Linked DNA regions of Sus scrofa: all the other regions are linked to region 1. The links are chromatin contacts, called in public HiChIP or PLAC-seq maps. All regions are on one chromosome and are shown on one strand. Each heading gives the region's core, a stretch centred on a gene start, on an enhancer-like site or on the middle of the called end of the contact. The rest is flanking DNA. Distances are from core to core; before and after follow the strand shown. Region 1 has its middle 35 kb from the start of RASAL2. Region 2 overlaps RASAL2 (ras GTPase-activating protein nGAP). Region 3 overlaps RASAL2 (ras GTPase-activating protein nGAP).

Region 1 (3,503 bases), core at 511-3,010:
TAAAAAAAAGGGAAAGACGGATTCCTTCGGCTTTATTGGCTTATTAACACTGACCCTGGTACAGGCGGAACCTCCTCAAGTGCAGATCTGATCAGGGCACTATCCCCTGCTCGCAATCCTTCAATGGCTCCCCAGTACCCTTAGCATACTGTCCGCATATCCCCATGAAGGTTTACAAGGCTCTGAAAGAGCTGGCTGTGCTTGCTTTGCATCCCCCACCACACTGTTTAGCACAATTCCCCTGCCTGCTCCCAACTCCACTAGCTCTACTGAATTTCTTTCAGTTCCTCAAATATCTGCTTCTTTTCTTCCCCAGCTTTCAACTATGCCCTTTCTCGCTGCTCCTGACTCATCCTTTACCTTCTCCTGTTGAATGTTTGTACCCCTGCAGCCTCCTTCACCACCACGGCTGAGTTAGGCTTCTCCCCTTCGAGCTTCCACAAACCTACTGCTTAACCCATCACTCACACTGCTTTGTAATTACGTGATTGTTTGTCTGTCTCTCCTGCTGGATTGTAAACACCCAAGGGCAGCACTAAGGCGTCTGTCTTGCCCACGGTTGTCTTCCCAGTGTGTGGCCAGTGCCTGGCACAGGGCAGTGCCCCTCAAGGATTTGTTGAATCAATGGGCATCATGCCAACATGACAAAAGGAGTCCCAGTGGTCCTTCTCGGATTTACATTTGCCAAGTTTTAGTTCAGTGTCTCCTGAGACACGAAGAAGGGCTCTGAATTCAACAGACATGTGTTGCAGTGGGGCTGCCTGACATTGCTTCTCCTATTCCTGTCCCATCCTGCCTGTTCCAGGAAGCTGTCTCAGGAATCCCCATGTACCGTTTTCCCAGTCAGCTCAGGGCCAGCAGGGAAGTTCCTTGTTTGTACACATACTGTCACCTGTTTGTTTCAGATTTAGTAATTAATTCTATTTCCCATTAGCTTGAAAATTAATTTACTATTTTTTAATTTTATAATAATTTTTTCTCCATTATAGCTGGTTTACAGTATTTTGTCAATTATCTACTATACAGCAAGGTGACCCAGTCACACATACATGTGTACATTCTTTTTTATCACATTATCACGCTCCATCATAAGTGACTAGATATAGCTCCCAGTGCTATACAGCAGGATCTCATTGCTTATCCATGCCAAAGGCAATAGTTTGCATCTATGAACCCCAAATTCCCAATCCATCCCACTCCTTCCTCCTCCCCCTTGGCAACCACAAGTCTGTTTTCCATGTCCATGATTTAATTTACTGTTAATTATATTTATTTGCAAATGATTTCATATTTCTGCCTGATTTTTCTTCCCCATATTTTTTCCTCTTTTCTTTCTTTTTTTGGCCATACCCACCACATGTGGAAGCTCCCAGGCCAGGGATGGAACTGGAGCTACAGCAAAGGCCCAAGCCATAGCAGTTAACAATGCTGGATCCTTAACCCACTGAGCCACCACATTTTTCTAAAGAGTAGGAAGAATGTCTTTTGTCAGTCCTTTTAATACTTGATGTTGTTTTGGTTCACAATTTGTAGATATATAATGAATAAACATAGGATGATTTAACATCTAATTTTTTTTTAGAAACCGGATTTATTACAGCACCATTGTGGAAATGCATGCTAGATGTATCTGGTGATGTGGCAATTGGACTAAGTTTCTTAAAGGAAACTGTGGTTCCAGGATGGGCTTGGAAACTCTGGCCCAGAACGATGAGGCGCCACAGCCCTGGTCGGTTGGCAGGAAGCCCACAGCCTGGGAAAAAAAAGTTGTTCTAGGGTGCCCTCTAGTGATCCAAGGCACCACTAGGTCAGAAGCCAGGGCCAGAGGCTCTTGAACTTCAGCAGGAAGCAGAATCAATGGGGGAGCCTAATAAAACTACAGATGCCAGGATGCCAGGATGCCAGGCCAGCTGGGAGAAAAATCCTTTCAATCAGCATCTTCGGGGATCTGATGCACTGGCCACGGATCACACTTTGTGAAATACTGATTATGGGATGCCCATCAGAGAGAATGTTCCAGATATGTAATCTGAGAACACCCGATCTCATTCTTCAGGACCAATCACTGACTCCTTGCTGACTATTCAAGGGTGGACAGGAGTGAGAAAAAGGGAGACAAAGCGATGGCCTAGACCTCTGATGTGAAATACAATCCAGGACATATAAGAACAGCCAGCAATGTTTTTAGCTGGACCATTGAGCAGATGTTTTAGGGAAGATTGTGTCACCTTCTCTCTCTCTCTCTTTTTTTTTTTTGCCACAACCATGGCATGCAGAAGTTCTGGGGCCAGGGATCCATCTCCTGCCACAGCAGCACCCTAAGCCACAGCAGTGACAATGCTGGATCCTTAACCCGCTGTGCCACCAGGGAAATGCTGTGTCACTTTCTCTTGCTGCCTGTCTATTCTCCGATCTCATGGAGGGAAGCCCCTCTTCTCTTTTCGTGCTCTTCCTGGCAGTGGGTGCTTGGTTTCTATTGCGCCTACAGTCCATGGCCAACTCCGTGTCAGACTGTTCATGGGTATCATCTCTGGAAGTCCCTGGAACCATCACAGGTGAGGCATGCTTTATGCCATACAAGCGGAGGGAAGGTTTGCAGGACAACTGGTTCAAGCAGAGACAACAGCTAGAATCTGCTTTCCCACATTCTGTACTTACACTAAGTGAACTCACTAGAAAGATAAATAGAGCAACAACCATATCCTTTTCTCTATTGTAAAAGAGCTAATTCCTGTTCAGAAAGAGAATAATGTCCATCAGTGATAAAATAAAAATTGCATCTCTGAATCCCTGTCGGTATAGTTATCCATCAGTATCCCAGGGGAGTGGGGGTGGGGAGAATTGACTCTAGACACCAAAATCCACGGATGCTTAAGTCCCTTATATAAAACAGTGTGGTACAATCTGCCTCCATATCCATTGGTCCAGAATCCGTGGATACCAAGGGCTGACTGTACTTTTCTTCCTTCCTCCTGATAATTTCAGTTGAAGGCTGCTGCTTTAATTAGGGGCTTGTTAGCACATTAGAATGTTTGTTGAACCTTGCAAGGTGATAAATCACTCTGATTTGCAGTCTAGTAGTTAGGTCTAATTATTTTATGTGCTTTTTAATGTACTAATAGCATCTAATGAATTCGGTTAAATGGTAAAATCACATTTATTGAGTGTCTATGTGTCTGGACTCTGTGTTGGGCCTTGGAAATATAAAACAGGATAGGGAAGGGTGAGTGTGCACCCCGCAGGGCTTGGAGCCTAGAGGGGACATTATCTCTGATGCAAAGTGATGGGGACCTTACCAGAAATATGAATCCAGGGCTAGGATCTCACAGGACAATGATGTCTCTCCATGGAACTGGCTGAATAAACAAATGCTCTCACAGATACACACTAATATCCTAATAATTGATAAGCTTGAGAATTTCAATGGGGAATACTCATTTCAGTGGGAAATTCAGAGTATTCCAATGGGGAAAAACCACATCATTCATTTCCAAATTTTCTTG
Region 2 (3,817 bases), core at 1,196-3,695, 170 kb before region 1:
ACTATATATCAATTTAAAATTTTAAATAAAAAATAATGCTTTAAACACATACTAAAATCATGCAGAAAGAAATAATGTTACAACTGTTATTAATGTTGCAAATAATTTGCTTAGTTATATACCTCATATCATAGAACTAAATCAAACTCAGACAGAATATAATTAAGCATTTCTAAAACAAAAATTTTAAATAATGAAACATAAGAATATATTTGTACTAACTTAAGATAAATTTTCTAAATAATTAAGAAATGAAGGAGGACCATAAACATGCTTTAAGGTTTGAATAACTCTTTTAAATTGCTCAAACTTAAATAATACTTGGAATAATTGTAAATGACGGTAAAACCAACAATATAGAATAATTGAAAATAAATAAATGAAATACTACATATACTCAGATTCCACTTGATAGTCAAAAGAAACAAAATCCTTAAGGAAACGTAGGCTGTAAATGACACATTAGACCAGATGGACTTAACTGATATTTATAAAGCATTTCATCCCAAAGAAGCAGAATATACATTCTTCTCAAGGGCACATGGAACATTCTCCAGGATAGATCACATCAGGGCCACAAATCACATGTCAGTAAATTTAAGAAAACTGAAATCATATCAAGCATCTTTCCTGACCATAATACTATAAGACTATATAAATCAACCACAAGAAAAAAAAAACTGCAAAAAACACAGACACATGGAGATGAAACAATAACATGCTAAGAAACAACCAATGGATCACTGAAGTCAGAGGAAATCAAAAAATAACTACAGACAAATGAAAACAAAAACACAATGATCCAAAACCTATGCATACAGTGAATGCAGTTCTAAGAGGGAAGTTTATAGCAATACAAGCTTACCTCGGGAAACAAGAAGGATTTCAAATAAACAATCTAGTCTTATATCTAGAGTAACTAGAGAAAGAACAAACAAAACCAAAGTTAGGAGAAGGAAAGAAATCATAAAGATCAGAGCAGAAATAAATGAAACTGAGATGAAGAAAACAAAAAGATATTAATAAAACTAAAAGCTGGTTCTTTGAAAAGATTAACAAAATGTGTAAACCTTTAGCCAGATTCGTCAAAGGAAAAAGGGGGGGGATAAGGGCTGAAATCAATAAAATAAGAAATTAAAAAGGAGAAGTAACAATGGACATCAGAGAAATAGAAAGGATCATGAGACTAGAACAAACAAATATATGCCAATAAAATGAACAACCTAGAATAAACAAATTCTTAGAAAGGTACAAGCTTTCAAGACTGAACCAGAAAGAAATATAAAAATACAGACAGATTAGACACAAGTACTGAAAGTGAAACTGTGATTAGAAAAACTTCTAACAAACAAAAGTCCAGGACCAGATGGGTTTACAGGCCAATTCTATAATATTTAGAGAAGAGCTAACATCCATTCTTCTGAAACTATTTCAAAAAACTGCAGAGGAAGGAACACTCCCTAACTCACTCTATGAGGCCACCATCACCCTGATACAAAAAACAAAGATACCACAAAAAAAGAGAAAATTGTAATAACCTTACAAGATAGCTATCATTATCTCATACTTTACTGATGAGAAAATGGGGACTCTGAAAAACTATATGAAACTTTCTCAGCCATGTAACTAGACAACAGCATAGGTAAAAACCTGAGCCCATCTGTCCAATCCCAAAGATCTTTTCCTTTCCCTTACTCTGAGCTATAAGTAAAACACAAAACTGTAACAAAACAATACTTAAGTCCACATTTGGTAAGGTCATGGGGGAAAATTTTACTCATAAATTATTTCTGGCATTATTAACATGCTATATCTTTCTAGCGGAAAACCTCACAATATGTAATGAGCTATGAAGCAGTCCCATTCCAAGGTATAATCATTCCTGGTATACCCCAAAGAAATAAGCCAAACTAATGAGGACAGGGGGAGGGGAAGGTTCCCATAAGCAGAAAGTGAAATGGAAAGAAACTACAAACTAAATGTCCAATAAAGCCTACTTCACATTTCAATATAATATATTACCAGAGTGTCCAACATCCTTGCCATTTTTATTACTGGTCAATAAATGGAAATGCATATCAAATAGTCTTAAGTGAAAAAAAAAGGAAGACAATTTACACTGTTTATAACCCTTTTAAAAGTAAACATATGCCATGTGAAAAATAAAATATAAATTCAAATTGATCTAGCCTATTTTTTCTAAAGCCATTTAACTTCACAAATTATTTTAAGTTTGAGAAAATGTGATTGTCATATCATTTTAAAATTTATGCCAATACATCATATTAATGACCTCATAATTAATGAGTCCTCTGTTATGGACCAAAGTGTGTCCCCCTAACGTTCATATGTTGAAGCCCTCGACCTCATTTTGACTGTGGGCCTTAAAGGTTAAATGAGGTCATAAGGGTGGGGCCCTAATCCAGTACAGCTGGTGTCCTCATAAGAAAAGAGAAACCCAAGAGTCGCCTGTGCACTGAGGAAAGTGAGAATACAACAAGAAGACAGCCCCATCTACAAGCTGAGAAAGTCTCAGGAGAAAGCAATCTGACCACATCTTGATCTTAAGACTTCCAGCCTCCAAAATGCTAAGAAAATAAATTTGTTATTTAAGCTAGGTATTAAAATACCTAGACTGTGGTGTTTTGTTATGGAAGCCTTAGCAGACTAATACACCCAGAATATGTTTATTTAAAAATGAAAGAGTTGTATTGTTATTTTGGAGAATTTTAAATACAGTAGAATTATACATAAATAGCCTAAATTATTAAAGATCACTATATATATGTTTAAAAATGTTATTCATTAATTTCAATATGCTTAACTAGAGACAAATAAACATTATAAGTGACAAAACATGGGAACAACTGTAGGAGAGCTTAGATGCAACAGATGAGTGATAAAATGCTAGCCATGTGGGGTTACACATAGTGAAATGCAGTGACTCAAGAGAAAAGGCAGAAAGGGAATAAATTTCTCTGATTTGCAGAGATGCTTTTTTGGTAACTTGTGAAATAAAGCAAATAGAAGCCCCAATTATGGAGAAGATCTGAAGAAGTATATGTTTTTATAATAACCAGCCCTGGAGTTCTCCTACGGCACTGCAGGTTAAGGATCTGGTGTTGTAAATGCAGCAGCTTGGGATCACTGCTATGGCGCAGGTTTGATCCCTGAGCCAGGAACTTCCCCATGCTGGGGACTCAGCCAAAAAAAAAAAAACAAAACAAAACCTAGAGTGTACCACTATTAATTATATGTACATTTTATGAACTGAGTACTCTATTTTTTTCTAATTTAGCTACTGATTCCCTAGACTAAGTGAGGAAGCCTCTAGTTACTTAATAAAATAATGCACTATGTTGCCAGCACCAGAGTAGTGTCTACTGAGTTATTATATAAGGTCTTTTTCAGTAAGATTTTTATTAATAAGTTGATTAAACTTGAATGAAACTATTTAAAGAAAATTATCTAGAAGAAAAAAATAAAGCTTTCTAATTCCCAAGTTGGGAAAGTAACTAACACAGGGAAAGAGGATGTTGTTATTGCTATGACATTACAGATAAACAAAACATATTAACCCTAACCATAAAGGAGAACTACATATGCTATATTAAAATTCTTTTCCCACTTTTTAACCTTTCATTCCCATCTTTACCTACTGACAGAGGAAGAAAAATAATTTATGAATAAAATTTCTTCCCAGTAATTTTTCCTTTTAAGTGTTACAGACAGTGAATATATATAGTTTACATCCCGTGCATATCTATATTTTATAGTTTCTACTGTTTCACATAACTAGTGACAATTATGTAGACGA
Region 3 (3,543 bases), core at 984-3,483, 240 kb before region 1:
TTATACTAGCTCTTCCCGAGTGGAACCCCACACTCCCGACATCTACATGCCTTATTCCCATACTTTCATCGGATCTTAACAGTGAGGCGTTCGTGACCTTAACTAAAATTTACTTCCTTATATTTTCTAGCCTTGTTCCCTACTTTATTTTCTTTGTACTTGTCAACATCTAGCACAGCATACGTTTTACTTATTACTCTTGCTTATTGTCTGTCCTCCTCAACAGAATGTAAACTCTACCAAGGAAGAGATTTCTATTTTCTTTTCCCCCAATGCTATATCTCAAGTGCACTTGGCACATAGTTGTCTCTCTGCCACACGAATGTTTTTTAAACATAAAAATCAATAAAAGCCACACACTAATATACCACAGTAAGAGCATGTGCTGTAAATAGTCATCAGTAATCCATCTTTCCAGCTATATAAGAATTTCTAAAGGCAGATCTTACGTCTTTTTTGTCTTAAGGATGGGCATAAAATGTTACCTATAAGCAATTACTCAATTAAATATATGACAGCAGGAAATTCTGCCTAAACCTTTGGGACATAAAAATAGAACAACAGAATAATTATGTAATTCAAAATTAGATTGGCATGTAAAGAATAGCTCTAAAAGTAGTCTTTTCCCTGCTAATATTTATGAGCAATAGCTTCCAGTACTAACTTGGAATCCATCCCCAAAATGATCATGGACTACCATGATTCAAGACGGCTGCCAGGATTCGAGGGCAGAAGGTGGAAGGTAGAGGACTGCCTCTGGGCTACACTCCTTGGCCACCTCATCTGAGCCTGTCTTTGGGACCTGCACCTGCAATGCTGGAGACATTTAACAATTTACTATATATTTCTCTCTTCTATAAAATCATAATAATTATTCAGACTATAATTACACTTCCTCAAAATCAATTGACTTTTAGGGATCAAAGCGTGAGCAGTCAAAGGAACCTGAAGAAGTGACAAAGATAGTCACCAACATCACACTGCAAATAATGATAACAAAGGAGTTGAAAGAAAGTGATTCCAACCCAGTCCAATCCATTATAACTAATAGGCGAAATACAAACAGGCTCTTAAATGGTTACGGCCAGACAGGCTTGCAATATAATTTAAGCCCACACCTAAACTGGTTTCAACAGATGCTAAAGAAGTACAATAGGGAAAGGATAAAAGGAAAACTTGACGTTTCCAAGTGTGACTCCTGGCACAGAAGTGTTTGCTAACCTAACTTCCATAATAGCAACAAATGTCAGAGGATAAAATGAGAACTAAAGGACTCAAATTTTGACTAAGAATCTGAGTTCCACTTAGAAAATGAAATGAAAAGAAGAAAAAGGCAAAAACAGACAAAAAGCCAAAAACCTTGATTTTCAAAAATACAACAAAGTCACAGCATCATCCACATTAACTAACATAGAGACAGTCAATTCTTCCCTTTTATCTACCTACTAAATAGCAAACAATAATACCACAAAACACCAAAGAAAACTCGTACTTTTAAAATTCTTTCATTGTTTTATTTAATCTTAATTATGTTCCCTTAAAATTAACCCGATTGCTCTAATTATTTAAATACTGATTAGTAAGCCTGCAAAACACTAAACAGAGTCATTTGGTAGGAAATAGGGAAACAGCCACTTTGATACTGACATGAATTCTTTGTGTAACAATTCCAGTGGGTTTTTTGTTTTTTGGGTGTTTTTTGATGTCTCCCTTCTGTCACCCACTCTAACCACAGTCTTGAATATAACTTAACACGGGCCATATAAAATTAGCTGAGTTAAATTAGCCTGATCTGACATTACATTATACAAGACAACATTAATAGCTGTGTCAGCAGGGCTCAAACCATTTAATACTGTTTCCATCCAAAACAGACCACCTAACACTTTCAAAATTTCAAGCCAAACAGTAAATTCAGAAATAACACACCATCCAACTTGCCTAGGAGTTTAGGGTAACTTCACTTGGGCTCAGACAAATATTTTATCTCCGTAAAATAACTTTGCTGCCTCTTGGTTATAAGGAATAAAACTTTCTAATGACCTCTAACTTTCGGTTAACACACTATATTTTAAAGCATGTACATAACAGTAAATGCCGGGTGTTTTGTTTTATTGCAACACTCAATAACAAGTCTATAAGTTACCAAATAAAAATCAGGCATGTCGTTCCTTTTACACAGTAGCTTACCCAGTTTAGCGGCCCTCTGGTGGGTACTCAGGAAACTGACCCTCGGAGGGGACACTGACAGTTCTCCTCAGGCATCGCCCTTTGGTGGAATCTGTCGGCTGCTCCTGTCCTCCTTCCACAGGTATCTAGTTAAGCAAAGAAGAGATGAAATGTAATCGTGTTATAACTACCTTCTGATTGAATAATGTTTTTAGTTAATGAAGGCAGGCGTCTGTAATCACCAGAGCAAAACAGAAGAAACTAGAGGTAAAGTAAATACGATGGTCAAAGTATCACCAAACCCCTTCCGGAAGCTTTTCTTTAAAAAGAAAACTAAAAGATCAGGATGGGTGAGTATGTAAATTAGCTTAGGTGAGGTATGTACAAATCACAGCCAGCTGTGTTTCTGCTTAGCTCAGAAACAAAACACCCACACAAATAAAATTCTTTAACATCAGAAACTGGCTCACAAGTCCCAATCCTGCCTAATGCTCAATAAGGTGAATGGAAATAAACGTTGACCAGAAAGATTTCACTCCAGAATTCTCTTAAAAGACGGTTTTGTTAGATAAAAGTAGCAAAATCACCCATATTTTCTTTAATTTTAGAAGTAAGCACTTAACGGACAGTTAATAAAATACTATATATACTATCTATCGAAATTTTCAGTCAAAACTTGCATAGATACTTACATAAAATGGCATATTTTCTTCCAAAAGTGAGACTGGTTTTTGAAATCCTAAAAAAAATTTTTTTTCTATTTATGTGGAATAAGAACCATGAATGCTACAAAAGATCTCTTTCTAATGCCACTATTTCACAACTTACGTACTGCCTTTCATTGTATCATTGTAGAGTAATGAGATATTTCCATGTTCTTTTTTTTTTTTTTTTTTTTTTCTAAAAGACCCATCATCTTAGTTTGGAGATAGAGGGCAAAGACTTTTCATAAAGAGATTTCACTAGTAACCTTTAGCAGAATTAAGAATAGTATTGGTAACATCTTAAACAGTTGGACAAAATATGTCAGGAATTATGTTACTAAGGCTGTTGCTCCAGAATCATACCCCTGCCCCTCCCTCAACTGGAGACTAATTGCCCTTATCTGGGTTTCAGGCTCAATTACAAAAAGAGGAAGCTGCAAAGGGAAAAACCAGACTGGTTGAAACCAACTAGACCCAAGATGGTGGAAGACCTGACCTCCAGGAGACCTTGAGCCTCATTACACATTCATTGTAATATATTAGCATGCTAAATGACACACCCACCAGTACCCTGACAGTTGACAATTGCCGTGACAACAGCTGGAAAAGTCCACACAATGACTGAAAGGGGGTGTTGCCCCAGTTCTGAGTCTAAACCACACCCCTGCTC

Evidence for each region. HiChIP or PLAC-seq counts read pairs in DNA pulled down with a chosen protein or histone mark.
Region 2: an H3K27ac HiChIP or PLAC-seq map of alveolar macrophages shows a contact between it and region 1. The contact joins two enhancer-like sites. A contact is called at or near these places in 2 of 47 Hi-C or Micro-C datasets (embryonic fibroblasts and epiblast stem cells) and 1 of 2 datasets of contacts at active chromatin or transcription factors (alveolar macrophages).
Region 3: an H3K27ac HiChIP or PLAC-seq map of alveolar macrophages shows a contact between it and region 1. The contact joins two enhancer-like sites. A contact is called at or near these places in 2 of 5 promoter capture datasets (fetal liver and liver), 21 of 47 Hi-C or Micro-C datasets (adipose tissue, alveolar macrophages, blood and 13 more) and 2 of 2 datasets of contacts at active chromatin or transcription factors (alveolar macrophages and skeletal muscle).

The regions. Positions count from the first base shown.
Region 1 is chr9:119,904,323-119,907,825 of Sscrofa11.1, reverse strand. No RefSeq gene overlaps it. Among named protein-coding and RNA genes, the nearest start is that of RASAL2, 35 kb to the left of the region's middle. Within about 2 kb of position 1,760, at least 10 of the 83 cell types and tissues checked have an H3K27ac peak or open chromatin away from gene starts, as enhancers often do. A contact at or near this core is called in alveolar macrophages, where this site is marked.
Region 2 is chr9:120,075,194-120,079,010 of Sscrofa11.1, reverse strand. The region is part of intron 1 of RASAL2 (ras GTPase-activating protein nGAP); the gene reads right to left. Among named protein-coding and RNA genes, the nearest start is that of RASAL2, 140 kb to the right of the region's middle. Within about 2 kb of position 2,445, at least 10 of the 83 cell types and tissues checked have an H3K27ac peak or open chromatin away from gene starts, as enhancers often do. A contact at or near this core is called in alveolar macrophages, where this site is marked.
Region 3 is chr9:120,142,836-120,146,378 of Sscrofa11.1, reverse strand. It overlaps RASAL2 (ras GTPase-activating protein nGAP), which reads right to left. Exons shown (of 18, transcript XM_021063720.1): 3 at 2,191-2,315. Among named protein-coding and RNA genes, the nearest start is that of RASAL2, 200 kb to the right of the region's middle. Within about 2 kb of position 2,233, at least 5 of the 83 cell types and tissues checked have an H3K27ac peak or open chromatin away from gene starts, as enhancers often do. A contact at or near this core is called in alveolar macrophages, where this site is marked.